3 separate regions of the Mus musculus genome follow, and all the other regions are linked to region 3. The links are chromatin contacts, called in public HiChIP or PLAC-seq and promoter capture Hi-C maps. All regions are on one chromosome and are shown on one strand. The core of a region is the stretch at or near the end of the contact, and the rest is flanking DNA. Distances in the headings are between cores, read along the strand shown.

Region 1 (4,606 bases), core at 591-3,090, 840 kb before region 3:
TTTGAAAGACATTTGTTTGTTTGTTTGTTTGTTTTTCCAGCCAGGGTTTCTCTGTGTAGCCCTGGCTGTCCTGGAACTCCCTTTGTAGACCAGGCTGGTCTCAAACTCAGAAATCGACCTGCCTCTGCCTCCCAAGTGCTGGGATTAAAGGCATGCGCCACCATTGCCCAGCGACTTTTTTTTTTTGATGGCAGGAAGCTAAAACCCCATAAGAAAATGACTGATTACTAGCTAGATCTACTAGATTTCTAGTAGATCTGAGCGGAAAATGAAGGAACACTTTACAGATTTATGCCATCTTCTCCCATTGTCCATGCTAATTTCTGTTCTTAGTATAGGTTCTACCTAAGAGAGCACACACACACACATACACACCACACCACACCACACACGCACGCGCGCTCACATTAAGTAGAGGCCCTTAGGTGTGTGTGTGTGTGTGACAGAATCTCACTGAATATACCACAGTCTGGCCTGAAACTTGCCAAAATCCTTTTTGGATTGTGGACATTACAGGTTTGAGTTATCATGCCTGTCTCCCTTTTAAAAACAATTTTATGATTGTAAGCTGATGAAACAATTTACATTCTTAGAATATGTTTAAAGACACCTCACCCCAGTTTGCAATTTGCTTTATCCTTTTTGTTCTTTAAAGATGTCTTAACTATGGGAAAACAGCTATCAACACTGTCTACCAATATGTCAAGCTGGGTGTCTGAGCACACGTCTGTGATCCCAGCACTTGGGAGGCCGAGGCAAGAAATTGGCTATATCCCGAAATATCCACTGTCTTATGTCCCCCAGTACACCACAAAAAGTTCTATCATGTTAGAGTCTACAGTAATGTACAAACTATATAGTTTAATGTTTTTCGGTGGTAGTGGCCCATGCCTTTAATCTTAGCGCTTGGGAGGCAGAGGCGGGTAGATCTCTTGAGTTCAGCCTTGTCTACAAAGTTAAGTTTCAGGACAGCTAGGACTACTCAGAGAAACCCTGTCTGGCAAAAAAAAAATGCCACATAGTGATCTGGATTGAGAAAAACACAAAACTCCTATTTTTAAGTTTATAAATATTTTGTTGAATCAGATACTTTCACTTCTTTATCTTCTTAAAGTTTAAGAGACTTAAGAATTTTATTTAAAAAAATCTCGATAATTGTAGAGTGTTATAGCATTATTACATACATAAAAGTTATGATCCATAGACTTCCAGTGTAACACACGTGTAGTTTCTATAGCACTAAAAATCTCTATTCTCTGCAGTGTGCTAAAGGCTTCAAAATGTACCTAACCCCCCCCCCCATAAAAAGAGACCAATTTGGCTTCCCGACAGAAAGCTTATTTATTAAAAAAAAAATTACCGGGTTTGGTTGTTATTCTAGGTACCCCCCCAACACTCTGCCTGCACCATTCAAATTGGCAAGGCCATTTTCATTTTGTTTCAAAGTTGTTTTTTTTTTTTTTTTTTTTTTTAAAGGGAAGGCAGGGGACGGCGAGGGTTGCTAAATTTATCTTCATCCCCAGGCACCGGGGATGAAAACACACACACACCGCACACACACACATTTACGGCGGGAGGGGGGTCTGCGGGCCTGCAAACAACTCGAGCCACCGCCTCAGGCCGGGACCCTCGCGGAGAGGCGGTAGGTGTCCCCGAAGGCCCCCGGGGGGTGGCCGCGGCCCACAAACATGGTGGGGGGTGGCCCGGGCCTCCCGCCTCTCGACGGTGTCGGTGGGCCACGGCCTCGTGCGGATTTTACAGCCGAGGCGGCGGCGGCGGCGCGTGTGTGGCGGCGGTGGCGGGCGGGAGCGCGGAGGTGGAAAGAAGGGGGGCGCTGTCACGGAAACTCGGGCCGCCGGAGACCCCGCCGCAGCGAGGCCACTGGGCTCCCCGGTTGCGGGGCGTGAAGGGCGCCAACCCGGGGCGTCAGCGGGACCCACCGGGCGGAGGAGGGGGCCCAGCTACCCTTCCGCATTTTCCTGGGTCTCTCTCCCCGGCGGTGACGTGACGTGCTGACGGCGGGCCCGTGCCGGGGAGCTGGGCCGCTTTTTGTCAGCTCCGAGCTCGGCCCCTCCTCCCTCCCTCCGCCCGCCCCACCAGCCGGAGCCCGGCCCAGTGCTCCAGAGAAAGGCCGGCCTGCAGCACCCGCCACCGTCGCCGACCGCCGCACGACCGTCCGGTGAGTCCGGGGCGCCACTGCGGCCGTAGGGCCTGGTGCGCGCGCGGCGGCCTGCTCTCGGCCTGCTCGGCGGCCCGCAAGGCGCCCTCCCGCGCTAGGCCGGGCGGCGTGGCGCGCGACGCCGAGCAGGCCCCGAGGAGGCCGCAGTTAGGCCCGGGGTGGCGCCCGGGCGCTCAGAACGGCGGTCGAGGCGCGTTCTGGAAACGGGCGGGGACCGGGGCAGTGCCGCCCGGCGGTTGGGGAGGCGGCTGAGGGGTCCCGGGTGGGCGACGTGGCCGACCCGGGGCACCGTGCGGGGGCGAGGCCTGGCGAGGAGGCTAAGGCTGCAGGCATGAGGTGAAGGCCGCAGGCCGGCCCGGCCGATTTTCGCTATGTAAATATCGGCGAGGGGGGGGGGAAGAGGGACGGGGGACAAGATGGCGGCCGGCCGGCGCCTGCTGCAGGCTACGACGGAGGGGGTTGCCGGGAGGGGGAGCCGCCATTTTGAAGGCGGCGTCTGAGGAGAAAATTCCGCTACAGCCCGTGAGGGGGGGTGTGAGAGCGGGCCGCGGCGGCGCTAGCTACGGGGACCGGAGCCCGGGCGCGGCGTCGAGTGTGCGCGCAGGGGCGTGTTCGCTCCCCATGGCGGCCATTGCCCTCGTCGCCATGATGAGCACTTGGATCCCAGGCGCTTGGCGGCAGCGCCACCTTCCTGCCCAGCCTCCCACAGCCCCGTGACTGGCTGCTGTTTCCGCTGTGTTTCAGTTGAGCTGCCGCAGGCGGCCATCGCGGCCGTCTTGGCGCTGGAGCCACCTCATCTGTATGGCCCCGGGGCTCCGAGCCTTTTCCCGGCGCTTTGCTGCCGCTTCAGGGTGATCTGCCGCGGTGGCAGTAGTGGAGCCGGAGACATTTTCTTAGGACTTTATTTTCTCAGAGGTAGATAGACGTGGCCGTTAGGGTGACCCTGGTGCGGTGCTTCTCCGCCAATCGTTGCTTTCACGACTCTGTGAATAAAGAAAGAAAAGTGATGGGAAAGTTCTCACCACTCTTTTGACCAATAGGGGGAAAAAGGCATCCTACGAAAGCGGAAGACTAGCATATCGGAGGGAAGTTTTTGTGTTCCTTTCTGTGGAAACAAGTTTCTTGGGAGGCTGCGTTTGAATTTTGGTATATATATTTATTTATTTAACTGAGGAAAATTAAAGGGCAGAAAGTTATTTTCTTATCCAACGATGTAATGTGACGTATTAGCTAGCTTTCGTTGATTCGCTGTGGTAGCCCGTTTGTGAGGTTTTTAGAGTGGAATCGCACCCCATGAAATTTCTTTCGATCTCACCCGGTACAACTTTGCTGGTAACCTCGGCGTCCCATGCCGGCTGTGCTAGGTGCTGAGAAAGAGTAAGGAGGGTTCTTGTAAGTGGTGGCTGTGGGAGGCTTGTTGTTCAGAAGTAGAAGAGCAAATGTTGAACTGTAAGAAGTGCCGCGCGAAGGCTACATCCGAGTTAAAGTGGGTTTCAGAGCAGACATGGTTTCTGTTTGAAGCATCAGGAAGGAGTTCCTGAAATAGGTGGCATTTTGAGGTTACAAGCCTGATGGCCCAGACAGGCAAAGGGCGTTTCAAGGGTGAAGTTTCTTTAGAGAACAGCAAGTATTTACTGTTTGTCTGAAATGGATAGTATAGGTAGAGGCTTGCAAAGGTGGGTTGCAGCGCGAATGGCAAGGGCTTCTGCTCCGTGGGAAGCAAGTGCGGGAGCTCTCCGACTCCCGGATGACGACACCCGGATCTGTGCTTGATAGCTATCAGCTCGGTTGGGCTAGGACAAGTTTGAGAGAAGTAGGTTGTGTGGTAGGCTGACCAGTGTTTTTATAGTGATGATAATTACAAAGAGTGGTCAGAAGCCAGATTTTATTACCCTTTTAAAATGCTTTATTGCAGTTTTGAATGATCCATTTTTGTTAGACAGCTGGTCCTTTTTCTATATTCACTGTAAATAACGTTTTACTCAGAGTTGTTATTTCTGTAGTAAACAGAGTTTCCTATGATTTCATTTCCCATTGTTGAAAATGAATCCTGGTGCTCCTCGAAGAAGATGAGAAATGAACTTTCCTACAAGTGTTCCCATGATGTTTTTAGGAAGTCAGTTTTGAAAATGAGTTTGGAAGGATGGTTATTAAAAAGCAGTGGCCTTCAGTTGCCCTTTGCAATCTGTTTTGCTCCCTGCTGAGAGTTTTGTTTGAGAGGCTAACTAAGGTTATTTGCTAAGCAAGCCTTCCTGCATGTTTTGATTAATATTTGACTTTTCTAGATGCTTATGTGGGAAATGTGTCTCACAGTTAGATAGTTCTTCACTCTCGGTGTCTTCACTTTTATAGACAGCAACAGGTTGGAAATCTTGCTCCTAGAGAGTGGTTTTCCTAGAGGCCACGGCAAGCTTTAATTAAAGAAAT
Region 2 (4,446 bases), core at 12-2,511, 680 kb before region 3:
AGTAACGGCTCTTGACTGTTGAGAAACTTCACATAATTTCAAAGTGGCAGAATCCAGGGCACTCAGAGAGGACAGTTCAGCAGTGGCCTAGTGTTGAGGGTAAGTTTCTGTATAATGTAGGTGCACACACACACCCCTCTTTTCTTCAGGGTCAGGCAAGCCGCCAAGACCTCGATCATCAAAGTAAGTTATTTTCTATATTACAGTGCATAAAACAAGAGAGGAAAGGATACTTTCATTGAGAGAGAGAGCAAGCGATCGAAAGGCAGGCGTTCATAGTGCAGAAAGTTCTGTGGCTAAGTAAATGGGCAGCAGCTGGGGCTTGTGGCCTTCAGGCGCTGAAGTACTGCAATTTGCCTCCAGAGGAGGCCTCAGCGGCGTCTGCTTCCTCCTTGGGTTTGGCTGGCTCCGCTGGCTCAGCTGGCTCCGCTGGCTCCTCTTCATCCTCCTCACCGAAATAGTTAGCCTCATAGAAAGCATCCTCATCCTCTTCGTCCTCTTCATCCTCTCCCTCCTCCTGGTAGTCAGCCTCGTAGTAGATTTCATCATCTTCGTCCTTATAATAGTTGTCTTCGTACTGGTAGTAGTCTTCATCGTCATAGTAGTCGTTATTGTTGTAATAGTTGTTCTCGTGATAGTAATCCTCCTCCTCCTCCTCCTCCTCCTCCTCATACTCCTCTACTTCGTAGTAATAGTCATCTTCATCTTCCTCCTCCTCCTCCTCCTCCTCTACCTCGGCATTCTCAAGCCCCTCGTAGTAGTAGTCATCGACATCATCGTCCTCTTCCTCCTCCTCCTCCTCCTCATCCTGCAGGGCCTCCTGGTAGATGTCCGAGTTGTCGTCCTCGCTCTCGCTCTCATTCTCTTCTTGAGGATAGATGTCTGGGTATTTCTGCATGCACTCCTTCAAGGCCTGGTACTCACTTGCACAATCGGACCCCTTGACTTCTTCGGTGCTGTGGTGGAAGCAGGAAAAGGCAGACTTGAAGTGTTCTCCACAGGGGCCGCTGGCCATTCCTCCAAGGCACGGGCAATTCCAGTTAATGCTGCCACTTGGCAGTATCAGTCCATACTCTGCATGGGGATCATTGGGCTCGTCAACCACCAGCTCGGCATTGCTGGGACTTTCGTGGTCTTCTTTGGTCACGAATACAACTTTATCTTTCTCTTCCTGCGGGCTGTAGGCCATGGTAGCTCCGGGTACTGCTTCGCAGTGCTGGTGCTCCCAACTAACAGCTTGCAGCTCTGAGCTCGAAATGCTGGAAGGCGTGGCGGTAGCTGATACACCTTCAGGCTGTGACCTCCCTCGCCCCTCCTCAGGCCTGGAGGGGCGGTTCTAAGGCCGGCACAGATCCGCCCCTTCAGGCCTGCTTGCTGCTGGCCTTCAGTATTTTTCAAAGGAAAACCTAACCTCCTGTTCTTTGGATGAGTACCCCTCAAAGGTCTACATGGAAAAGCTAGGTCCCCAGGGTGGTGCTACTTGCTGGGCAGTCCCTGTGGGGCTTTAAGCATCCCTTGTAGAAATTAGTGGACATCCTTAGGTAATTGAGGGTATACCTGTGAGGGGAATAAAGAGTCTAAAATCTCTCAGGCCCTTTGCATCCTGGATGATAATGTGTCTGATACTGCCTTCTATTCGTAGACTTGAATCTCCAGAACCATGAGCCAAAACAAAGCTCTCTTTACTTCCTAAGTACCCTGGATCAGGCATTTGGTTACAAAGCTCCACTTTTTTGAGGAAAAGTCTCACCCACTTTTCCTTCCTTACCTCTGCATCAGCTAATTGCAAACTTGGCTGAACATAGGGATCATCTGATGGCTTGCTAAAGTTAACATTCCCAAGTTCTCACCTGAACATTATTATTATTGAGTAGGCTGGCGTAGGTTCTTAGACTCTGTGATTTTTAAGATTCTCTTCCATAAATATAATCTGAACAATTTTCTAACTCTGAAATAAGGTGATTGTTGGTATGTTGTAAATTAAGGGAAATATGAATTATTTAATGTCAGTACAAAGGAAAATTAATATTTCCTTTTAATGATTTTTCTCCTGAGGGACAGACAACAATAAAAGATGGCAACCCTGCTTTATCAAAACACAGGCCTGAATTATTTTTATTTATTTATTTACTTTTTATTAGACATTTTCTTTATTTATTTACATTTCAAATGTTATCCCCTTTCCTGGTTTCCCCTCCGAAAATCCCCTATCCCTTCTGCTCTCCCCCTGCTCAACAATCCACCCACTTCTGCTTCCTGGTCCTGGCATTCCCTTATATTGGGGCATAGAGCCCTTCACAGGACCAAGGGCCTCTCCTCCCACTGATGACAGACTAGGCCATCCTCTGCTACATATGCAGATAGAGCCACGAGTCCCACCATGTGTTTTCTTTGGTTGGTGGTTTATTCCCTGGGAGCTCTGGGGGTTATTGGTTAGTTCATATTGTTGTTCCTTCTATGGGGCTGCTAACCCTATCAGCTCCTTGGGTAACAGGCCTGAATTATAACCCTGCATTTCTTATTTTGTTTGGTTATTGTTTTAAAATTAAACAGGTGGTCCTTAATGCTCCCTGGTCAGGGACACACCTTTTTATTTGTTAATTTTGCAAGTTGAATTCAGTTATAGCTTCCAGAATAGAAAATGAGTTGGCCACTGCCGGCACCCATCACAATGATGTTCAGTCATTCGGTCATTCTGTTGTTTAGTGGCTGGTAGTTTCCAGTGGGGGGTGGGGTGGGGTGGGGAATCACTGAATGCTCAGATGACCCAGGTGAAGCGCAGCTCAAACAATCGCTTATCTCAAACCCCCGGATTGAGCCCATGACTCACAGGGCCATGCTTTTAAAAGCTCCTCTCCAAGGCAGCTCAGAGGTGGGCTTGAAAAAGCTTTGGAAGGAATCCCTCGGGCCTAAGATCTGCTTGCTATTCAGCTGTGCTAAAGTCCTTGTGACTCACCTCCACAGCTGCACGGAGGGGGGGATGATGGAATTCACCTTACCTAGCTACGGAGGGTGTTCCCTACCCTTTAAGAACAATTATCAAGGTAGGATCTTGAGTTGGTTGACAGCCAAAGGGGTGGGTGGTCACTAAAGGTGTTCCATCTTGAAACAGCAGGGTGGCTGTGGTGGAGTTAGGAGTCTTTTGTGCCATAAAACTTGGGTTTTCTTCCACAGTAGTGAAATTGGAAGTACCCAGGCAACTCACCAGGTTAGAAACACAGAGGATCACTATTATTTAGTATCTGTGCAATAAACAAAACTAAAGCAGCCAGTCATTTGACAGATGTGTCCAGGACTGAAGAGACAACTTTTGTTTTTGGCCAGGCAGATGCCTGTAATATAAAAATTTAGGAACTAGGGTTAGGAGTTCAAGGACAGCCTTGGTTATGTAGCAAGCTCAAAAGTTCAAGAGTATCCTAGGGTATGTGAGACCATGTATTAAAACAGCAATATCAAATAGGCTAGTGAGATGGCTCAGTGGGTAACAACCCTTGTTGCAAAAACCGGCTATCTGTGCCCTCCTCTGTTGTGCTCTGTCTTATTCTTTTAAAACAGGGTCTTTTGCTAAACCCGGAGCTCATGGTTCTTTGGCTAAGCTGGTGGCCTGCAAACTCCAGAAAGCCTTCTGTCTTACTCCCACCCTTTAGCATCCACCTAGGGTTCCAGGTGCACATGGTCGCACCTGATGTCTTGTGTGGATGCTTATGATCTGAACTCTCCTTAGCCTTGTGTACTGCCCACTGAGCCATCCACCCAGCCCAGCTTTAGTGGGGTTTTTTCTTTCCTTTTCTTCCTTCCTTCCTTCCTTCCTTCCTTCCTTCCTTCCTTCCTTCCTTTCTTTCTTTCTTTCTTTCTTTCTTTCTTTCTTTCTTTCTTTCTTTCTTTCCTTCTTTCTTTCTTTCTTTCTTTCTTCCTTTCCTTTTAGAAAAATTACAGATAATGTCTTCTTAAAGTATTATTTTTGAGATAGCATAAAAAGCAATGAGTTTCACAGTGGGATTTTCATACATACATTTATTGCCCTGACTGGCCTGGAGCCAGCGCTGTAGATCAGACTGCCCTCAACTTACAGGGATCAGTCCGCTTCTGCCTCCTGAGTGCTGGGATTAAAGGCCCCCGGGCCACCGTGCTTAACTAACTCTTCAGGTGTTTTAAATGTTAGCTCCCTGTCTGAGAGATAGCTGGCAAGGATTCGGGGGGCATTTGAAGTTGTCTGTTCACTGTGGCGATAGTTTCCTTTGCTGCTCCGAAGCCCCTGTGTTGTATCAACCCTTGAAGTTATTTGCTGTGCTACTGGGGTTCTTCTGACAGAGTTCTTGCCTATTGGTGTATCTTGAAGTGTTTTCTGTATGTTCCCCCTCCAGCAGTTTCAGTTTTGATATTAAGATCTTTGTATGATGATTTAAAAAAAAAAAACAATACAGGGCTGGTGAGATGGCTCAGCAG
Region 3 (4,761 bases), core at 1,616-4,115:
AGCTGGTAACTGGTGAACGTGGTGCGGTAGCGCCTCTGTTTGCGCTTCAGCAGCCCCTCCTCCGAGTCGCTGCCGGCCGACAGGCACACGCTGTCCTCACCATCCTTGCCCTCGGCGTCCTCCGGGTGCAGCAACAGCTCTTCCTTGGGCGACAGCTCCCCGCCCTCGGTGGCCACGGCGGCGGCAGCAGCGGCGGCGGCGGCGGCCACTGTGCCGGTGGTGGCCACCGAGCAGCGCCGGGGCTCCTTGAGCAGCGCGCGGGCATCGTCCTCCAGCAGCTCCTCGTCGTCGTCCTCCAGCAGCTCCTCTTCCTCCTCTTCATCTTCCTCATCCTCCAACAGCTCCTCCTCGTCGTCCTCGGCGCCCGTGCCACCACCCGCCGCGGGGGCACTGCCGGGTCCGCTGGCCGCGCTGAGGCGCTCCTCGGGGTGCGCGACGCCCCCCGGGCCACTCAGCTCGTCCAGGGCTGGCGGCGGGGGCACGAAGGGCGCCCCGTTCTCGCGGTACGACTTGCTACGACTGATGCTCACCTGCGGCGCCTGGCTGATCTTGAGCGTGTCCCAGGCAGCGGCGGCAGCGGCGGCAGCCACGGCCCCTGCGCTGTCCTGACGCTCCCCTGGCCGTGCAGCTGGTGGTGGCGGTGGAGGAACCTCTCCACGGGGACCTGCGGTGCCAGTGGCCGTGGCCGCCGCTGCGGCCGCCGCCGCCGCTGCAGCCGCCGCCGCCGCGCCCTGGAGGAGGCGGCCCCCGCCCGGGCCGTAGAGGCGCCGCAGCTTGGGTGGCAGGTGCAGCTCAGCCTCGAACGGGGCGCTGCTGCTCTTGGGGGAGCCTGCGGGCAAGGAAAAGTGGTCAGCGCATTAGCCCGACCGTTTGTTCCCCCGCCAAGCAGCTGTTGGGAGCCGGCTGCTTTGCCGCCTCCGTGCCCTCTATCCTCGGCTTTAGCTCCCCTTCCTGGCACACTTTTCCGGATTCTTTTTTTTTTTTTTTCTGATTCATTTTTTCTTTTTGTCCTCTCATCATCCCCGGTCCCGCCTTTTACCTTCGTCCCTTCATTTCTTTCATATTCTGCTCTTTATTTCCTCTTTCTTTCTTGTAGTACTCCTTTCGCACCCCCTTATTTTTCTTTTTCTTTCTACTTTCTCCCCACTCCTTTCCTCGTCCTTTTCGCCTTTAATGCCTTTCTGTTTTTTGCCTTCATGATTCCACTTTTCCTCTATCTTATTTCACTCCTTTCTCTTTAATCCTCCTCTCCATTTTAGGGTGGGGCAAATTTTTAAAAATCGAACAACTTTAAAAAATCACCACTACTCTGAAAACTTCGCGCCAGACTTCTGCCAGCTGTTCTGTCCTATGGGCCCCAAGGTAGCAAGAGGGGCACTGCCCCTCGGGCGACCCCTGCGGGGCGAAGCGGCCTGGGTCTCAGGGCCCTGAGCACCCGCCATGTCCCAACAGCCCACAGAGGCAGGAGGCAGGGTTCCCTAGCCCAAAATGGCAAAGAAAATTTCTGGAGAAAATTTGGAAAGAAATGTCTGGAGCGGGGACAGGGGTGAGGTTCAACAGGCACAGGCTGCTCCTTCCCTTGGAGGAAGCGCCTAGCACAGGTGCCCTTGCAGGCTAAAAAAGGAAAAGGGGAAAAGTCAGTTTTATTTTAGAAAGCCTCATTCTCTGTCTTTCGCTCCGATCTTCCAAAGGTGTAGCTGCTGGCTCGCTGGCTTCAGGGTTTAAACGACACCAACACTTCTTTGCCTGCAACACTACTGCATCCAGCTCATGGGGAAACTTGAGTATTAGTTCAGAGGACCAAAGGACACTTGTTTTGGATTTTTTAATTTCAGAAAAGAAAACACTTTAGATATCTCAACTCTTAAAAATTAACACAGTAGAGAAAAGTAGCGCCCAGAGGGTATACATTTCATGCATTTCGAATCCATTAAGTTGCTGTTTGGAGCACCCTAGGGTAATGTTTTCTGCCAACACTCGCATTTAAAAGGTCATCAATAATGTACAATTAAAAACTAAAAGGAAACACAAAACACCGCTTATAAAGAAATCTTCCAAAGGAGAAAGGCCAAAGTTCACCTTGCCTGAAGACACCACCACCATTCCTTAGCTTTTGGGGTTCTTGCCTCCGTGAAGTTGCTGCTTTTAAAGGAATTAAGAGCATCTGCTGCTTCAGTGCCATTCGGGGCACACCCAAGGCCACCAAAAGGGACTTTTAATCGCATCTAAGTATCTAAGAGTCCCACCCCCAAATGAAGCTTGGGCCCCTGCTTTTTCTGGAAGGAGAGATAGAGACGGTCCTTCTCTCTAAGGCCCCAGGCCCTAGAGTTCTCCCTTCTCTTCCCTATGTCTCCAACTTGACAAGTCCCAGGCCCCTTGTCCCCAGTTTCAAACATTCAAACCAATGCCCAATGCTCTTTTGCAGGTGCCTGTCCGGCACAACCTTACCTTGCATGGCTTTTTCCTGGTCAGCGCGGCTGGCCAGCGGGGCAGGCAAGCTCTGCGCGGCTCCCAGAAGCCTCATTTTGCATGGGCTTCTCCGGCCCAGGATGCTGTCGATGCAGTAGGAGGAGAGCAAAGTTGGAGATTTACTCTTGCACTCCGGCCTCTCAGAGCAGCCCTCTTCCTGGTACTGATTGCTCATGGCTGGTGCTTTTTCCTTGGGCTCAGAGAGCGGACCTCTGCTCCTCTCTCCTGGAGGGTTGGATGAAAAGGGTGTGTGTTGGGGATGGGTTGGATGGCTGATTAAAACAGTTATTACTGCGATCTTTGTTCCTTTCCGTCCCCCTCGGTTGCGGGCTCCCACCCTGACCTCAGCCGGAGCTCGTCCTCTCCGCGCTCAGGACAAGCGGTAACAAGTGTAGTGAGCCGCGGGCGCGGAGCTCTGGTGTCTCTCTGCTCCACGTGCTGAGAGGCGCTCTCTGATTGGCTCTCGACAGAGGCCGGGCTGCGTAGGCCTGCCGGCAAAGCGCAAAGCGCGAACTGGATTTCGGAGAGGGGCCTATGAGTGTGGGGGCAGGGGATTAGCAGCTGGCACGCACTAGAGCCAAATTTCCTTTTCTTTCTCTTTCTCTTCTTTTAAACTAACTACTTTCAAACTTTGATATCGTTTTCTTGTCGCTCCTTCTTGTCCTTAGGGTTATACTCTTAGTTGTAGCTCAATTGGGTGCTAGGTTTGTGGGTGCCTCTTGGACTTCGGCACCCCTTCCACTATCCAGAGGACCTAGCTCCCTGTAGCTGTACGAGATCAACCTGGCGCCTTTCAATGCCGACATTATCCTCCTAGGACAGTGTCTTGACCTCAGCGCTGTTCAGTCACCATCCTTTCTAGGACCAATGGACCTCCGACGTGTCAGAGGCAACCATCTGCTGTCTGAGCCTTTGCTTTTTCTCTTGTGGCTCAAAGCCTAGAGTTATTTGTCTTCATCCAGAACCTATCTGTTGCTCTCTTGTTAATATCCGCTCCCAACATTCTCTGTCTCTGTTTTTAACTCTGGACTGTGAAAAGGTCCTTAAATACAGAGCCCTGCTAAAGACAGAGTCTTCCCTGGAGTATTCAGAGAGGTGAAAGGGACTGGCAAGAAAGAGTCCAAACCTCCCAGAGAGGAGACTGGGAACAAGACTGGGGGAGTCTCTTTTCTCTTCTGACACTCCTCACTCTTTCCCTACTTCTCCAAATTTATCTTGGTTAGGCTGTCACCCCCTGGCAGCGCCTGGCGTATGAAACCCCTTGCACTGCAGAAGTGTGATTCTCAGTTTCCTAGGACAGAAGGGACTGACCTTTACCTTGAACCAAGTCGAAATGCCTAACATTTTGAATCCTGTGACCTGGCCCCTGTTAGCAAAAGTGATGGAGGAGCGCCTTAAGGGGAAGCAGTTGCTTCTCAAAGGGCTCCCAGTATTGGACCCAACCCTGAGTGAAGTTGGGTCGATCCCGGAGAGGAGCCAGAATGGACACCCTCATTCCCTAGGTGTAGGTTCCAAGAGACAGCTACGGCCTTGACTTTGGCGGGGTGGGGGTGAGGGAGGTGGGTAAGAGGTCGGGGAAGGGGAATCCACGCCAGGTTTTCCTCTCTCAGCCCCTTCAATGTGTCAAAGAGAAAACGTTTTACAAAGGATTATACTTGAATCACTTACAGTCAGTATTTAAAAATACAAGGATACCTAACTGGGATTTTTCCCCCCAGCCATAAACATCTGCATAACTCTTGGATGCTAGTGGGTGAGTGGCAGATAGATCGATCGGGCTAGCTTGGCAGGAGTCCTCAACGCAACTTGAGGGGGTACAGAGTTGAGAACAGACAGACACATCAATACTACTAATACTAACACCACACTACTACTAGTAGTAGTAAAAAACGGAGCAAAAAGGATTTGTCTCTATCCTTCCATGCCATGGTCTCTTCGGTGTTTTCTGCCGGCTTCTCAGCATAGTTTTCGTACCCTCAAATGGTGGAGGAAGAGGCTGTGAGTTGCCTTGACATTGGCTTTTCTTTTATGCCCTCTCTGAGATTCCAAGGTACCTAGAATAGGTTTCTGTCTTTCTTGGGTTCTATTTGCATCCTCATCTTTTGATGTTTTAAATATGGTCTCATCTAACTTTAGCCCAATATTATGTTCTCCGCGCCTGTTCCCCTCCCTAGCCCTTCTTCGTCCTGGGGCCTCAGAGCAGCCCAGAGATATAAAGACTCTTGGGTTTCCCTCAAGCTTCCAGGCAAAGACCCTCGCCTGCGTCGCTGCGGGTGTCGGTCTGGGGATACA

The links. Promoter capture Hi-C pulls out the DNA fragments that hold promoters and counts their contacts. HiChIP or PLAC-seq counts read pairs in DNA pulled down with a chosen protein or histone mark.
Region 1: a contact with region 3 is called in a promoter capture Hi-C map of pre-B cells. The contact joins the promoter of Zfx here to the promoter of Arx in region 3. A contact is called at or near these places in 2 of 39 promoter capture datasets (cranial neural crest and pre-B cells) and 1 of 115 datasets of contacts at active chromatin or transcription factors (astrocytes).
Region 2: a contact with region 3 is called in an H3K27ac HiChIP or PLAC-seq map of embryonic stem cells, with 5 times the contacts expected there. The contact joins the promoter of AU015836 here to the promoter of Arx in region 3. A contact is called at or near these places in 3 of 39 promoter capture datasets (HPC-7-derived erythroid cells, embryonic stem cells and pre-B cells) and 1 of 115 datasets of contacts at active chromatin or transcription factors (embryonic stem cells).

The regions. Positions count from the first base shown.
Region 1 is chrX:94,120,641-94,125,246 of GRCm38.p6, reverse strand. It overlaps Zfx (zinc finger protein X-linked), which reads left to right and starts at 1,840. Exons shown (of 9, transcript NM_001044386.1): 1 at 1,840-2,179.
Region 2 is chrX:93,965,471-93,969,916 of GRCm38.p6, reverse strand. It overlaps AU015836 (expressed sequence AU015836), which reads right to left and starts at 1,261. Exons shown (of 3, transcript NR_028320.1): 1 at 1-1,261.
Region 3 is chrX:93,284,611-93,289,371 of GRCm38.p6, reverse strand. Arx (aristaless related homeobox) reads right to left here and starts at 2,865. Exons shown (of 6, transcript NM_001305940.1): 1 at 2,813-2,865; 2 at 2,449-2,694; 3 at 1-829. The coding sequence starts at 2,644.